Regions from separate parts of the Sus scrofa genome. Here region 1 is linked to region 2. A link is a contact called in public Hi-C data. All regions are on one chromosome and are shown on one strand. The core of a region is the stretch at or near the end of the contact, and the rest is flanking DNA. Distances in the headings are between cores, read along the strand shown.

Region 1 (7,193 bases), core at 290-2,789, 44 kb before region 2:
TGGCGGGCGGGGGTCGTAGCGCTTTGTGTGTGGCTCGGGCGGAGCCTCGGCTTTGTCCCCGCTCCCTGGGGGCGCGGCTGTCGTGGGGAAGGGGCGCGGCCAGCTGAACGAGCCCCTAGCGTTAGCCCCAGGGTACCATCTAGAAGACAATAGGGGGCGTAGGCTCTCGCCTTGCAGGTGCAGCCCCGCTGGGGTCCCCATTGTCTGAAGGGGGCGGGGCGGCGCCCCCAGGGAGCAGCGGCCTTAGGGCCAGACTCTGGGCGACCAGGGCCGCGCCCTCGCCGACTGACTGTGGGGCTGTTCCAAGAGGGTGACACCCCACGAGAGCTCTCCATTCTCGCGGCGGGGGGCGCAGACAGCTTGGGTGGCGGCAGGTTGGTTGGAAGCAAAGGAAAGAGGCGGCGAGCCGACGGCAGGACTACCCCACTGCCTTTTCCCGGGGACTGCTCCACCCGCCGAGCTGCACCCGGGATGGGGGCCACCTCAAGGTGTTTTTGGCGGGAGTAGGGAAGGGGGGCGTCTGCGCAGGGCGAGCCCGGGAAGGGCGGAGTTACCCGGATAGGACCGTTAGCCCCGCCCATCCCTCCCCTTCCCACGCGCGCGGGCTCGGGTGTTGTGAGTTCGGGGAGATTCGAAAAGGCGCGGGGAGGAAGGGGGCGGGGCCAGGGGCTGGTGTGCAGGGTGTGCTTTGATTGGCCGGGGGCGGCTGGCCGCTTTTCCTCTCCTGGACCAGGGCCACGCCCATCCTGGGGTTGATGTTGAGTCTAATGCTCCGCCGGGGTTAGATCGTTTCGCTGCTTCGGATTTTAAATTCCAGCTGCTGAGAACCTGTATTCCTACGTTTTTGGTACTAGCTTGGGGTTTACAAGATTCATGACCTAAAAAAAAATGAAGGGATGTAGAATTTTTCATGAGAAAATTCTACACAAACCATCAAATATTGTAATCTAAAACCTTGAGGTTCATAAAATTAGTGTTACCCGCTGTAGGACGAGGAGCTTAAACCGCAGGAACAATAGGCGTTCGACATTATTGGTTAATATTAGCTTGGGCGTTTTGTTTTACACCATGGCAGACACAGACAAAGCAGGGGTGGGTGTTCCATTTGCACAATGAGTTGTAGGCAGTGTTAAGATGGCTCCGGTCTCACTGTTGAGTTGAATCTGGAATATCTTCTCGCCAGGGAGGAAAGTTTAGAGTTTATTAGGGGAAGAAAAATCTTGTGATTTAAACCTTGTCTAGTTTTAAGAATCGAAGTGTGTTTTGTACAGGCAAGCTCAGTTAACTTGATCTTCTGCAACCAGCATTCTATTCAATTCAGGTTTCCCAGTGTTTGAGTATTTTATAGATAAAATTTTCTGGCTAATGATGTCTTATTTAATTTCACAGTAGTAATTTTTCTGGCCTTAATTTGTATGGATATGATTTGAAGTCCCTTTGAATTCATGACATAGAAATGCAAAAAATTTGATTGCGTGCTTTTGAAAATCATTTTCAGGGTTTTCCTTGCCAGTGGATTGTGTAGAATACACTGCCAGTCTCTTGTCTTCTATTCACCATGGCTTCTTCTGGTAGGTAATCTATTTGAAAAAGCTGAATTTGCCACGGGCTTCTAATTTGAGAATAGGAGATGGCTCAGGTCTTATGCCTTTAATTTGGCACTAGTGTTGTGGTCTTACTAAGAAATCTGTTTTATAAAGAAGAAAAAATTATTGTCACTTGAATGTACTGACAGCTCATAATTAATTGTTTCATTATTAGATGATTTGACTTGGCCTAAAGCATAATGTGGAGTTCTGCACAACTTTTTTTTGTTTGAGAAAATGATTGTCAAATACTGATGTCTCAGAATGGTGTTTATTAGCCCAAAAATGTTGAGCTTTGTTTTTCTGGGAGGTGTTTAGATAATTTCTTCCAATAAACACAGCTGCTTCATCAGCCCTAATTCTGTTCAGTAAATTGATTTGGTTTTTAGAAAATAGAACAGCCTATTAGAACAGGAAAACTATTTTTCTGAGTGTGTTATAAATATGATATAAAAATCATAAAATCCAGATATCCAGGTGAAGGAGCTGGAGAAGCGTGCCTCAGGCCAGGCTTTTGAGCTGATTCTCAGCCCTCGATCAAAAGAATCCGTCCCAGAATTCCCCCTTTCCCCTCCAAAGAAGAAGGATCTTTCCCTGGAGGAAATTCAGAAGAAATTAGAAGCTGCAGAAGAAAGACGCAAGGTAAACATCAGTTCACAGAAAGCAGGGTATTTTTTTAATGTAATGTGGCAAATCTGTTTTATTTCCATAACAAGAGGAAAACAGAATTGTGGCTAGATATGCCAGTGGGAGGAATAAATACCAGTTATCATTTACTGGGCTCCTGTTACACGTACCCTCTCCTGTACTCTCATTGTCCTCCTTTTCTGCAGTGACGCTGGAGAGTAGGTGTGCTCTGAAAGACCAGATTAGAAAATGGTCTTGGGAATGTAAGTCATTTTCCCAAGTCATATAGCTAGTGAGTGTCGGAGCCAGAATTCACACCCAGGTCTGTCTGAAACCAAAGTTCATGCTTCTCATGCTTTCTCTTTGAAAAATAGATTTGTTGGTGGAAGATTCTTTTTTTCTTTTTGTCTCTATGTTTTGGGGTTTTGATATGTTTTTTGGGTTCGTGTGTGTGTGTGGTTTTTTATTTTGTTTTGTCTTTTGAGACCTGGACAATAAAAACATTTTAAATTGCTAGTAATGTGATTGTGTTGCTCAGCTGGCTCACTGATATCGTGACAGCTCTTTTCCTTTTTTTTTTTTTTTTAGGGCCGAACTCGTGGCATATGGAATTTCCCACGCTAGGGGTTGAATTGGAGCTACAGCTGCCAGCCTACGCCACAGCCACAGCAATGTGGGATCTGAGCCGTGTCTGCGACCTATACCACAGCTCACAGCCGGATCCTTAACTCCCTGAGCGAGGCCAGGCATTGAACCCGCATCCTCATGGATGCTAGTCGGGTTCGTTACCCGCTAAGCACAATGGGAACTGCTAGCTCTTCTCTTTTCTAAGCACCTCTGTTATAAAGTAGCCATCTAAACACTGATCGGAAAAGTCAGCAAACGTTAATGTGCTTGTTATAGAAAAATTGAGAACCACAGAAGTTTATAAATAGGAAATTAAAAGTATTCATTATCCTCCTTCACAGAAATAACTGTTGTTAACCTTTTGGTGTATTTCCCTCTATTTAGTGTTATTCTATTCATTAAGAACTTTACATAAATTTTCATTTAGTCCCCCCTTCCAATAACCCTGATTGAAGTAAGTGGTTTAATTTTTAAATTAGTGGGATGAAGGAGTAGTAACCTGCCTGCTACCAACACAGCTAGTGCTTTGAAGTCTGGTACATTTAAACCACACACACACATTTGGGTCCCTTTTTAAGCTGCTGTAGCACGTACTGTGCATCTTTCAGTGCCACATGTTTTATGTATGTGCGCTGACCCACTGTCAGCACTGAATTACTTCCCCAGGAAGAGGCTGTTTGGAGTGGTGCTTCATCTCCTACCTGCTCTGCTGTTTAGTGTGAGTTGGTGGAGTTTGATGATGAAATTCACATAGTTTGAGTTCATGGAAGAGATGCAGCCGAAGGCTGGACAGATACTTTTTAAGGAATTAACCCTGACCCTGTAGTCATTAGCCTGTGCTTTACATAGTAACTGGCTAAATATAGTGAAACTCTTATCACGACTGGGGTTTTGCAGAAAAGAATTAACAGAACCAGTGGCAGATGCTCCAAGGTTTTCCGGCAAGTTGATGCATCCAAACACATAGGAATCTGTTTGGTAACAAGCGATTCTGAGTGTTTTGAAGGAGGTGCCGTGGTAACAGAACTCCAGTGGTCTGGAAGTTAACGCAGCTTCCACAGAGAACAGTTAACAAGCTTTTCCTTGAAATAAAACTTCTGGTTTAAATAGTAATCTGGAGGCTTAGTCTGAAATTTCTGTCATTTCCATGTATTTTCTTTTTATTGGTATGGTTATATTTTTTATAATGAACTCATATTCTTTAGGGTAGCCTTTGAAGTTAAAAAACCAGACTTTCTTACAGTAAAATGCCATTCCTAAATGCGTATCACTCTGGTTATCTTGATACCATTACGCAGTAAATCTTTCAAAGATTTCCTTAAGGAGTAATTGGGCAAGACTCTGAAGAAACATGGGCAGCTGGAGTTAAATACAAATACTAGAAAAAGAATGTAATTTTCACAGTATTTTGCTAATTTCTTTTGTGATTGTAACTGATACTAAAGAAGGTTTCAGAGACTCTAGCCTATTAAACTTTTTTCCAGTCCCATGAAGCTGAGGTCTTGAAGCAGCTTGCTGAGAAACGGGAGCACGAGAAGGAGGTGCTTCAGAAAGCAATCGAGGAGAACAACAATTTCAGTAAAATGGCGGAGGAGAAGCTGACCCACAAAATGGAAGCCAACAAAGAGAACCGAGAGGCGCAGATGGCCGCCAAGCTGGAACGTTTGCGGGAGAAGGTTGGTGTCTCTTCGTGGCTTTGAGGGGGTTAAGCGCTTGGAGTTCAATGCACCGCTGAAGTGGCTTGAACTCTTGACCTTGATCACACGCTTGGTGTCTTTGTCATCGATTTGGGGGCCTAACATGTTAAATCAGAGGCATCTTATTTTAAATTAAGGTGGAATATTCGGTAATTTCCAACACAACTGAACATTCTTTGAAAGAACAATAGCAAGCTCAGTCATTAAGTCCCATGAGTGACCCAGGAAGTTCAAAGATGATGTCTTAGAACTCTAATTATGTGATTCCCATGGTGTATAATTATATAATACTAGCATATTATTATGTGTATTGTATAACATATTTACTGATGCCGAGTTGAGCCTGTTGCGGGTGGGACTTGGCAGGCTTTTTTACTTGACTGATGATACATACTGTTTCTTTACAGGACAAGCACATTGAAGAAGTGCGGAAGAACAAAGAATCCAAAGACCCTGCTGATGAGACTGAAGCTGACTAATTTGTTCTGAGAACTGACTTTCTCCCCCTCCCCTTCCTAAATATCCAAAGACTGTACTGGCCAGTGTCATTTTACTTTTGCCCTCCTGACAAATATTCTAGAAGCTGAGTAGGACTGTATAGGTAGATCCAGACTGTATGATGTTGTTTTAGGGGCTAAAGGGGAGAAACTGAAAGTGTTTTACTCTTTTTCTAAAGTGTTGAAGTCTTTCTAATGTAGCTATTTTTCTTGTTGCATCTTTTCTACTTCAGTACACTTGGTGTACTGGGTTAATGGCTAGTACTGTATTGGCTCTGTGAAAACATGTTTGTGAAAAGAGTATGTAGTGGCTTCTTTCAAATTGTTAGATGCTGAATATCTGTTCACTTTTAAATCCCAATTCTGTCCCAATCTTACCAGATGCTACTGTACTTGAATGGTTAATAAAACTGCACAGTGCTGTTGGTGGCAGTGACTTCTTTCTCTCTGAGTAATAACCTGTCAAGTGAAAAAGACCCTCCTAGTTTATATTTATTCCAGATGGGGCCTTTAGGCTGGTGGAAATACCCAGCACACACATCACTGCGAGTTCTCTGCGTTCTCTGCCCTGGAGTTTCTCGCTCCAGAGTTGTTTGCATTGTCTTCTGCCACAATCGTCACTTTGTTGTGATGCCTCGGCCCAGATCAGCTGTTAGGATAGTCTTTGAGATGTTTATTTGCACACAAGCATTTTTTGTTTTAGTGTCCCCATTAAAAAGACAGGCTAAATGTGCAAGTGTTTATAGAGAACAGTTTAGAGAAAACTTAAGATCCTAGTTAGGGATAATTGATGGTTTATTTGCTTCATGTTCCAGCTGGGGGTTGGGGGCATCCTAATTCTTTCTTGCCTTAGGAGCCATGACTTGAGAATCAAAAGATTAATAGAACTTTCTGTGCCACTGTAGCAACTCCTATGAACTGAGAAAGGGAACCTTATGTTCTAGAACAGCAGTGACTTGAGTGGTTAAGTTTGGCTGTTGCTGCTTCTCGTATCCAGAGGCTACAGTAGTCACAGTTGTCACAGGATTGCCTCTCAATTCTGGGAAAGCTCTTGGAGGCTTTCCTAGGCTATTTGGGAAATAGCCTTAATTGCGTATGATTGTTTGCTTCTCAGCTATCTGTGGAAAGATCTTAGAAGCCACACACCTACAGTGAGTTTGCAGGATGACGGCTGACACTGCACTGTTGTCATCTTCAGTGCTGCCATGCTCATGCCGCAGTAGCTCTTGATTTGGGTTTTACAAAAATTATAAGGATAATAATAGCCTATCAACTTCCTCCTATGTTGCTAGGATTAAAGGAATGTGTGTATATATAAAGAGCACACTGGAACTGTCTTTAGTGTATATTTAGCTGTATATGATGTCAGTTATTTTCAACCAGAGGCTAGTGAGTGAGCTAAGTTTATACTCGAGTTGGAAATGACTGCAGCTTCTGTGAGCCTTGAATTGACTTAAAAATTTACAAGGTGATTAGTTAATTGTAGGGGTTCTGAAAAAATGCTGAATTTAAAGAGTTGTGGCCACGCAGGGCAAACAGGAACAAGATCAAGTGTAGTTGAGTGTCATGATGGCAGTATCTAAACAAAGAGGCCAAGGTGAGTCCTGTGTGCAGCTGCTCAGCACTGTTCCCGCTCAGCCCATGGTGTTTAGTAGGTGTCAGAGGTCTATGTGAGTGAGATGCTGCCTATGGGAACCTTTAAAGCCAGGCTATAAAGATGACTGAAGATAGAAATTTGGAGTAATGATACCAGGTGTCTTACAGATGGCAGTGAGTGTGTTCATTTGGGACAAGTAGGGGAGGGAACAGCTCAACAAAAAACAAGAAGAGGGTCAAGATGGGGCTGAGGGATCCCCAGTTACAGCCAACCCCACAGCACCCCTGACTTCATATCAAAAGTGGTCCCGAGCTCCCACCTCCAGACAGTGACTGTCACAGGGAACTGAAGGGGTTGCATTTTAGCCACAAAGTCAGAAGCCCTGGCTTTTCTATTTCACCTCCGACCTTTGGAGAGGTGCTAGTCCTGGGCCTCAGTTTCCTCCAGTATCAAATGAGAGGGTTGAGCTCAGTGAAGTGATTTCCACTCAAATTCTTTGCCTGTAACTTTGAGGAAAGGAGGGCTGGTGGGTATCCAGGAGCTTCTGGGGAGGTCTGTGTGC
Region 2 (7,329 bases), core at 2,733-5,232:
TAGAGATAATGGAATGGGGAACAGGGTGGGGGGAGAACTGGGCAGCACAGCCGCCCAGCGGCTGCTCTTGGGGCGGGAGGGTCAGCACACCAGCCCCCCTGACTTTGCTTGGGCCTCTCCCCAGCTCCCTGCCCCACCCACAGCCATGGCCACGATGGTGGCCCAGAAGCTCAGCCACCTCCTGCCCAGTTTGCGACAGGTCCATCCGGAGCCTCAGCCGTCTGTGCACCCAGAGCCTGTGTTCACTGTGGACCGAGCTGAGGTGCCGCCCCTCTTCTGGAAGCCATACATCTACGTGGGCTACCGGCCGCTGCATCAGACCTGGCGGTTCTACTTCCGCACACTGTTCCAGCAGCACAACGAGGCGGTGAACGTCTGGACCCACCTGCTGGCTGCCCTGGTGCTGCTGCTGCGGCTGGCCATCTTTGTGGGGACCGTGGACTTCTGGGGAGACCCACATGCCCTGCCCCTCTTCATCATTGTCCTGGCCTCCTTCACCTACCTCTCCCTCAGTGCCTTGGCTCACCTCCTGCAGGCCAAGTCTGAGTTCTGGCATTACAGCTTCTTCTTCCTGGACTATGTGGGTGTGGCCGTGTACCAGTTTGGCAGTGCCCTGGCGCACTTCTACTATGCCATCGAGCCCGCCTGGCATGCCCAGGTGCAGACCATTTTCCTGCCCATGGCTGCCTTTCTCGCCTGGCTGTCCTGCACTGGCTCCTGCTACAACAAGTACATCCAGAAACCCGGCCTGCTGGGCCGCACTTGCCAGGAGGTGCCCTCAGCGCTGGCCTACGCGCTGGACATCAGCCCCGTGGCGCACCGCATCCTCGCGTCCCCGGAACCTGCCACAGACGACCCGGCTCTTCTCTACCACAAATGCCAGGTGGTCTTCTTTCTACTGGCTGCTGCTTTCTTCTCTGCCTTCATGCCTGAGCGCTGGTTCCCTGGCAGCTGTCACATCTTTGGGCAGGGCCACCAGCTCTTCCATGTTTTCTTGGTGCTGTGCACGCTGGCTCAGCTGGAGGCTGTGGCGCTAGACTATGAGGCCCGGCGGCCCATCTATGAGCCTCTGCATACCCGCTGGCCCCACAACTTCTCCGGCCTCTTCTTGCTCACCGTAGGCAGCAGCATCCTTACCGCGTTCCTCCTGAGCCAGCTGGTACGACGCAAACTCGATCTCGATCGGAAGACCCAGTGAACGGTGGGGTGGCAGCTAGGAGGGAGGGAGGTGTAATGGGGGCCCAAGGGTCCGGGCTTGGCTCCAGATGGGAACAAGCCCTGGTAAAGTTGTTTGTGTCTGGCTCGCAATGACTTTCTGTGTATGCCCCAGCTGCCAAGGGTGGCACTGGCCAGTCTTTGAATTTGCGGATTGGCTGGAGATGTTGGGGTCCAGTCCTGGGCCTGTCCCAGCTCCCTGCCCTGCGAGAGGGAAAGAAGGATTTGGGACACCCAGGTTTGCCTCCCTGCATTGTCTTTTACTTAGAAGTGAGGATGGGGGATCAGCTGGGGCCAAGACCCTGGTCCAGGGCTTCCAGACAATCCGGGAGTGGGTGAAGTTGGGATTTAGGTCAGAGTCAGATGTGAGCTGAGAGATGGGAAGCGTCAGCAATACCCCCTCTATTCAGATTTCTCTGGTGGATAGGGAAAGGGCAGGCCCAGAATGTGTGCAGAACCTTGAACCCCAGCCCGGAATTTTAGTGTTCCAGAGCGTCCCCAAAAGTAGAAGATAATGCCAGGTAGAAATGGATCCCATCCAGTGTCCCATACTTTTTTAGTCCCTGTCCCAGACAGCGAGCCCCAACCCTCCTAGCTCAAACCTCTGTGTCCTACACATCCTGTTCCCAGCAACTTTCCCAGTTCCCTTACTCACGATTCAGTGTTTATCCATTCATTGTTTCTTGGGCCTTTTCTCAGAGCCAGGCCACTGACTGGGCCCTGTGGATCAATACAGGATGGTGAAGGCTTTAAGATCGGAATGAACTGTAAGGGGAAGCACTGAGGAGGGAATAAGTAGTACTGCCTGGGACCCTCAGGGTCTTGGGTTGGGAAGGGTGACTAGGAGTTTGCAGATGGAAAAGGAGAAGGGTATTCCAGGAAGAGGGAAAAACCTGTCCGAAGACTAAGAGGTGTGGAAGGGAGAGTTCACTGGGGTTGGAGTGAGGGGTAGTTTGGGCCTTGACATGTCCTGGGTGCAATAAAGTGACTGTGGTAACAGATGCCTCTTTGTTTTTTGTGTCCTATCCTAGAGAGGGGACCCTGGTGCCCCTTTAGGCCTGCTCAGGGTGTTGGAGGAGGTTTTCAGGGGGAAGCTGAGGGTGGGCACAGGGAGGAGGGGGTAGTTCCTGCTTTATCTTTGCCTGGGGTTGGGGTTGGCACCTTATTCACTATGTATGTGAACTTTTTTTTTGGTGGGATAGGTAGAGGCAGTTTTATCACTAAATAAGTTTTAGAAATTAAAAGAATGTGGGAATTCCCATTGTGGCTCAGGGATAATGAACCCGACTAGTATCTATGAGGATGCAGGTTTGATCCCTGGCTTTGCTCAGTGGGTTAAGTATCCGGCATGTAGGTTGCAGATGCAGCTTGGATCGCAAGTTGCTGTGGCTCTGGCATAGACCGGCAGCTGTAGCTCTGATTCGACCCCTAGCCTGGGAACTTCCATATGCTGCATGTGTGCCCCCCCCAAATTAAAAGAATGTGGGAGTTCCCGTCGTGGCGCAGTGGTTAACGAATCCGACTAGGAACCATGAGGTTGCGGGTTCGATCCCTGCCCTTGCTCAGTGGGTTAATGATCCAGCATTGCCGTGAGCTGTGGTGTAGGTTGCAGACGCGGCTCGGATCCTGCGTTGCTGTGGCTCTGGCGTAGGCCGGTGGCTACAGCTCCGATTCAACCCCCAGCCTGGGAATCTCCATATGCCGCGGGAGCGGCCCAAGAAACAGCAACAACAACAACAACAAAAGACAAAAAAGACAAAAAGACAAAAAAATAAAAAATAAAAAATAAAAGAATGTGTTTAAATATATACTTTGACAAAGATTTCAATTTTGGACTTTCAATCAAGGATCTTTATGTTAACTTTTTATAATGTTGTTATATGTTAATGTTTACACTATTGCCATTTCCACAGTACACAAGCAATATAGATCAATATATGTACAGTGAGGGAAATTAGGAAGTACAGGTAAGCAAAGCAAAAAAAAAAAAAAAAAATCCTGGATGAAAAAAAAGTAACACTCCATTGCTAAAATAACCTGTTATATATATTACATCTATAGAGATTGTGGTTACAGATAAAAGAAGGATGGATGGGTTACCAGCGTTTTTTGCATTTCTGAAGAGCTTTCAGAATATACAAAATACTTTCACAAAACTTAATCTTTAAAATCCAACGCCATAGAGTAAGTGGTGAAAGCAGGACTGAAAGCTAGTTCCTGACTCCAAATTTTTAGTTTTCATTCTCCTTAACGTTTTCTAAATCCTCTCCCATGTGGTTTCATAGTTAAACTTTTTTTTTGTTTTGAATTACAAAAGTAATCCATTTAGGGTAGTCTTGAGGACCCCAGCTTTGGAGTTGGAGGACCAGAGCTTCAGCTCCTCCTCTTCCTTTTGAGATGTTCTTGAAGATTCACCTGTGAGACATGGCAAACTCTGAGCCCTGATGGTTATAAGAAAGTGCAACTAACTCAGCAAAAAGAAAACGCGCATTCCTTGTGCAACGTCGGGAACACGTTCATATAGCACAGTTTCAGAATACAATTCTTTTTTTTTTTTTGGTGCTTCTTAGGGCCGGACCGAAGGCATATGGTGGTTCCCAGTCTAGGGATCAAATCGGAGCTATGGCCCCGGCCACAGCCACAGCCACCCTGGATGCGAGCCGCATCTGCGACCTACACCACAGCTCACACCACAGCTCACAGCAACGCCGGATCTTTAACCCACTGAGTGACGCCAGAGATCGGACTGCGTCCTCACGGATGCTCGTCACATTCGTTTCCGCTGAGCCAGGAAGGGAACTCCCGGAGTACAACTCTTGAATGAGAAATCCGTAAAGAACGCGCCTTGGTAACTGGAAAGGCTCACGACGAATCAGATCTGTTGAGGTGGTAGTGAAGGTATCCATCCCATTGGGCTTAGGAGAGGGGCGGAGCCTGAGCTGGGGCGGAGCTGACGCTGGGGGCGGTGCCTGCGCCGGGCGGACGCGCCGTTGCTCCACCCCCAGCGTTGGCGCGAGATCTAAACTTCGGCGGGGTCTGTTATGGTGGTTCCCTAAGGCGGCCTGAGACTCAGCGGTGAGTTGCTTCGGCTTGTTCTCTTCACCGGCCATGAGGCGGAGAGGCCCGGAGGAGGAGGAGGAGGCCTGCGGCGTGTGGCTGGACGCGGCGGCGCTGAAGAGGCGGAAAGCGCAGGTGGGGTGTCGGGGCCAGAGGGGTTGGTGGGGAGGGTTTGGGGCCCCGAAGGCATGAGAAGGGAGGAGTTTGGGGGGGACAAGAAGGTGATGGGGGTAAAGTCGGGGGCCGAGTCGGAACAACTTTGGAAGTTTAGGGGAGAGAGGGATTGGAGTCTGAAGAAGGTTGAAAAGCAGGGTTTGGGAGGAGTGAAGAGAAAATGGGGGCGGAAGGCAGGCAGGCCGTGGAGGGATGTGGAGACCCTGGGGCAGCGAAGTTTCGAGGTGAGGGGAGAAGGTGGAGGGAAAATTTGCCCGGAAGAGCGTAATGGAGCAGACTCCTTAGGAGCTCACAGCCCCTACGGGACGGTAGCTGAGGATGAAGTGTGGAGGGCTGGCTGCTTATGCAAACTTGGCTAGTTCTTGCCCTGTGGGTCCCTCCTTGCCAGGTTGCCGGCCATTTACCTGCCCAGAACTTGTAAACTGTAGGGGGTAAAAAATAGATGAGACTGGAAGGGGAGCTGGCCTGATATTTATTGAGCATCCTCTGGGTGCCAAAAATACTGTGTTAAGTATTTAATGTGTATTATATGTAGCATCTCCCTTAGCGGAATAAGGAAACGCAGGTGAGGTAATTAACCCAGGTTCACCCAACTAGGAGAATTGAAAATTACACCCAGGTTTGGCACATATGCAAGAGTCTCTGTTAGTTATTACAGAAAAGCAAAAGGATGCTATAATAGTTCATGTTTATTGAGCATTTTAAGCTGGAGATTGTGCTATTTCAGATGAATTACCTTGTTTGGTACTCATCTACACAGTAGTGATATAATGATATTCATTTTACACTTGAAAAATAGCTTCAAAACAGACCCTAAGGGCAGGATTCTTCCTCAAGTTTATTACAGTCTTGTGGGGGAAGAAAACAGATGTATACATAATAGCAATATGTAATTTATTGAGTGCTTACTATGTGTCAGGCACTTTGCTGGTATATCACATGCCTTATAAGTGGCAGATACTCAAAAAGTTTGGTGAGACAATCTCCAGGTGGTGGTGGTGGTGGAGGTGGTGGAGGGGGAGCCTGTTTTTCCCCAGAGCGGCCATAAGCAAGCAGAACCAGGTGATCTACATGGGGCTAGTCAAGTCGGCTTTCCTGGCCTGTTTCAAGGAATGGGTTGGCTGCAGGGAAGGGACCCCTGAAGAAACCAAGGAATCCTGCCTCAGCTCCCAGATGAAGATGGTGATCACAGTGACAAAGAAAATAACACTTCTAAGTGGTGGTTTTGAAAAAGCGAGCCCTGTCAGCTGAAGAAGTCAGGAAGATTAAAGCAGAAATTAAGGCTGCCAGAGCAGATGAAGAACCAGCTTCAGCTGATGGAAGAATGTTGTATTGAAAACCAGTGAAGTGTTGCTCAGATGAAAAGTATTTGGGTTTAACAGCAAGCTCAAAAAAAGACGATGAAATAAATAAGACTTAGTTAAAAAGAACTCATAAAAGCAAATCAGAAACAGTAGTCTTCTGGACTTCCTGTCGTGGCTTAGTGTTAATGAACCTGACTAGTGTCCGTGAAGATGCAGGTTTGATCCCTGGCCTTGCTCAGTGGGTTAAGGATCTAGCATTGCCATGAGCTGTGGTGTAGGTAGCAGACGTAGCCTCGGATCCAGTGTTGCTGTGGTGTAGGCCGGCAGTTGCAGCTCAATCCTAGGGATTCAGTCCTTAGCCTGGGAACTTCCATATGTCATGGATGAGGCCCTAAACAGACAAGAAAAAGACCAAAAAAAAAAAAAAAAAAAAGGAAACAGTAGCGTCCTTTCTTTTGACAGTGAAGATGAAAGTGAATAAGTGTAAAATATTTTGGACTTAGTCTTCTTTAAGAATTTAGGGGGTATTTTAGGAGTTCCCGTCGTGGCGCAGTGGTTAACGAATCTGACTAGGAACCATGAAGTTGCGGGTTCGGTCCCTGCCCTTGCTCAGTGGGTTAACGATCCGGCGTTGCCGTGAGCTGTGGTGTAGGTTGCAGACGTGGCTCGGATCCCGAGTTGCTGTGGCTCTGGCCTAGGCCGGTGGCTACAGCTCCAATTCAGCCCCTAGCCTGGGAACCTCCATATGCCGAGGGAGCGGCCCAAGAAATAGCAACAACAACAACAACAAAAAAAGACACACACACAAAAAAAAAATTTAGGGGGTATTTTAAAAATAACATTTCCTCCTATTATAAAGATAATATTGGAGAAAATTTAGACACTACAGAAAATATTCAGTAAGATAAAAACTGTCTATCCATCAGTAATACCCTTTTGGGAGTTCCTGCTGTGGCACAACAGAATCTGTGGCATCTCTGTAGCCCTAGAACGCAGGTTCGATCCCTGGCCAGCACAGTGGGTTAAGGATCTGGCATAGTCACAGCTGTGGCATAGGTTGTAACAGCAGCTATTTTTGTAAACAAAACTGTGGTTTTATTCTACATGTTCTCTGTTCTACTTTTGACATATCCCGAGCATTTTTCCAGGTCAGTAAAATTAAAAAACCTGACATTAGTAGCTACAGGGGATTTTGTAATTAAACAGATCCTGTGTTTTGTGTTTTACCTTCCTTATTAGCAGAACTCCACTTTGGATGAAGGAGAAGATCATGTGCCTAGTTGCCAGTACTTCCCCAGCTCTTGCTAAGGGAGGCCACAGCTTTGGCAAGTTAAGAAATATATACAAGTGGATCTTGAACAAGTTAGGATCTAATACAAGGGATCATGATATAAGTTAGAATCTGTTGTATCACATGGTGACTATAGTTGACGAAACAGTAAAAAAAAAAAAAAATACTAGTGGAAGTCTGTTTAATACAACTGCTAGGTTGCAGAAGGACAGATTTGGCAAGCATGAACCTTTGTTCTTCTTTCTGTATCCTGCCTGGAGCACAGACATGAAGCCAAGGAGTAGCAGA

The links. Hi-C and Micro-C count contacts between places; a contact is called where the count stands out from the background.
Region 1: a contact with region 2 is called in a Hi-C map of skeletal muscle, with 8 times the contacts expected there. The contact joins the promoter of STMN1 here to the promoter of AUNIP in region 2. A contact is called at or near these places in 3 of 47 Hi-C or Micro-C datasets (heart right ventricle, liver and skeletal muscle).

What each region holds. Positions count from the first base shown.
Region 1 is chr6:83,354,681-83,361,873 of Sscrofa11.1, reverse strand. It overlaps STMN1 (stathmin 1), which reads left to right and starts at 1,539. Exons shown (of 4, transcript NM_001009582.1): 1 at 1,539-1,571; 2 at 2,056-2,228; 3 at 4,325-4,516; 4 at 4,945-5,414. The coding sequence starts at 1,559. The coding sequence ends at 5,016.
Region 2 is chr6:83,313,295-83,320,623 of Sscrofa11.1, reverse strand. It overlaps AUNIP (aurora kinase A and ninein-interacting protein), which reads left to right and starts at 3,982. Exons shown (of 3, transcript XM_013999063.2): 1 at 3,982-4,407. The coding sequence starts at 4,324. It overlaps PAQR7 (progestin and adipoQ receptor family member VII), which reads left to right. Exons shown (of 3, transcript NM_213739.1): 3 at 125-2,212. The coding sequence starts at 146. The coding sequence ends at 1,198. It also overlaps the pseudogene LOC110261117.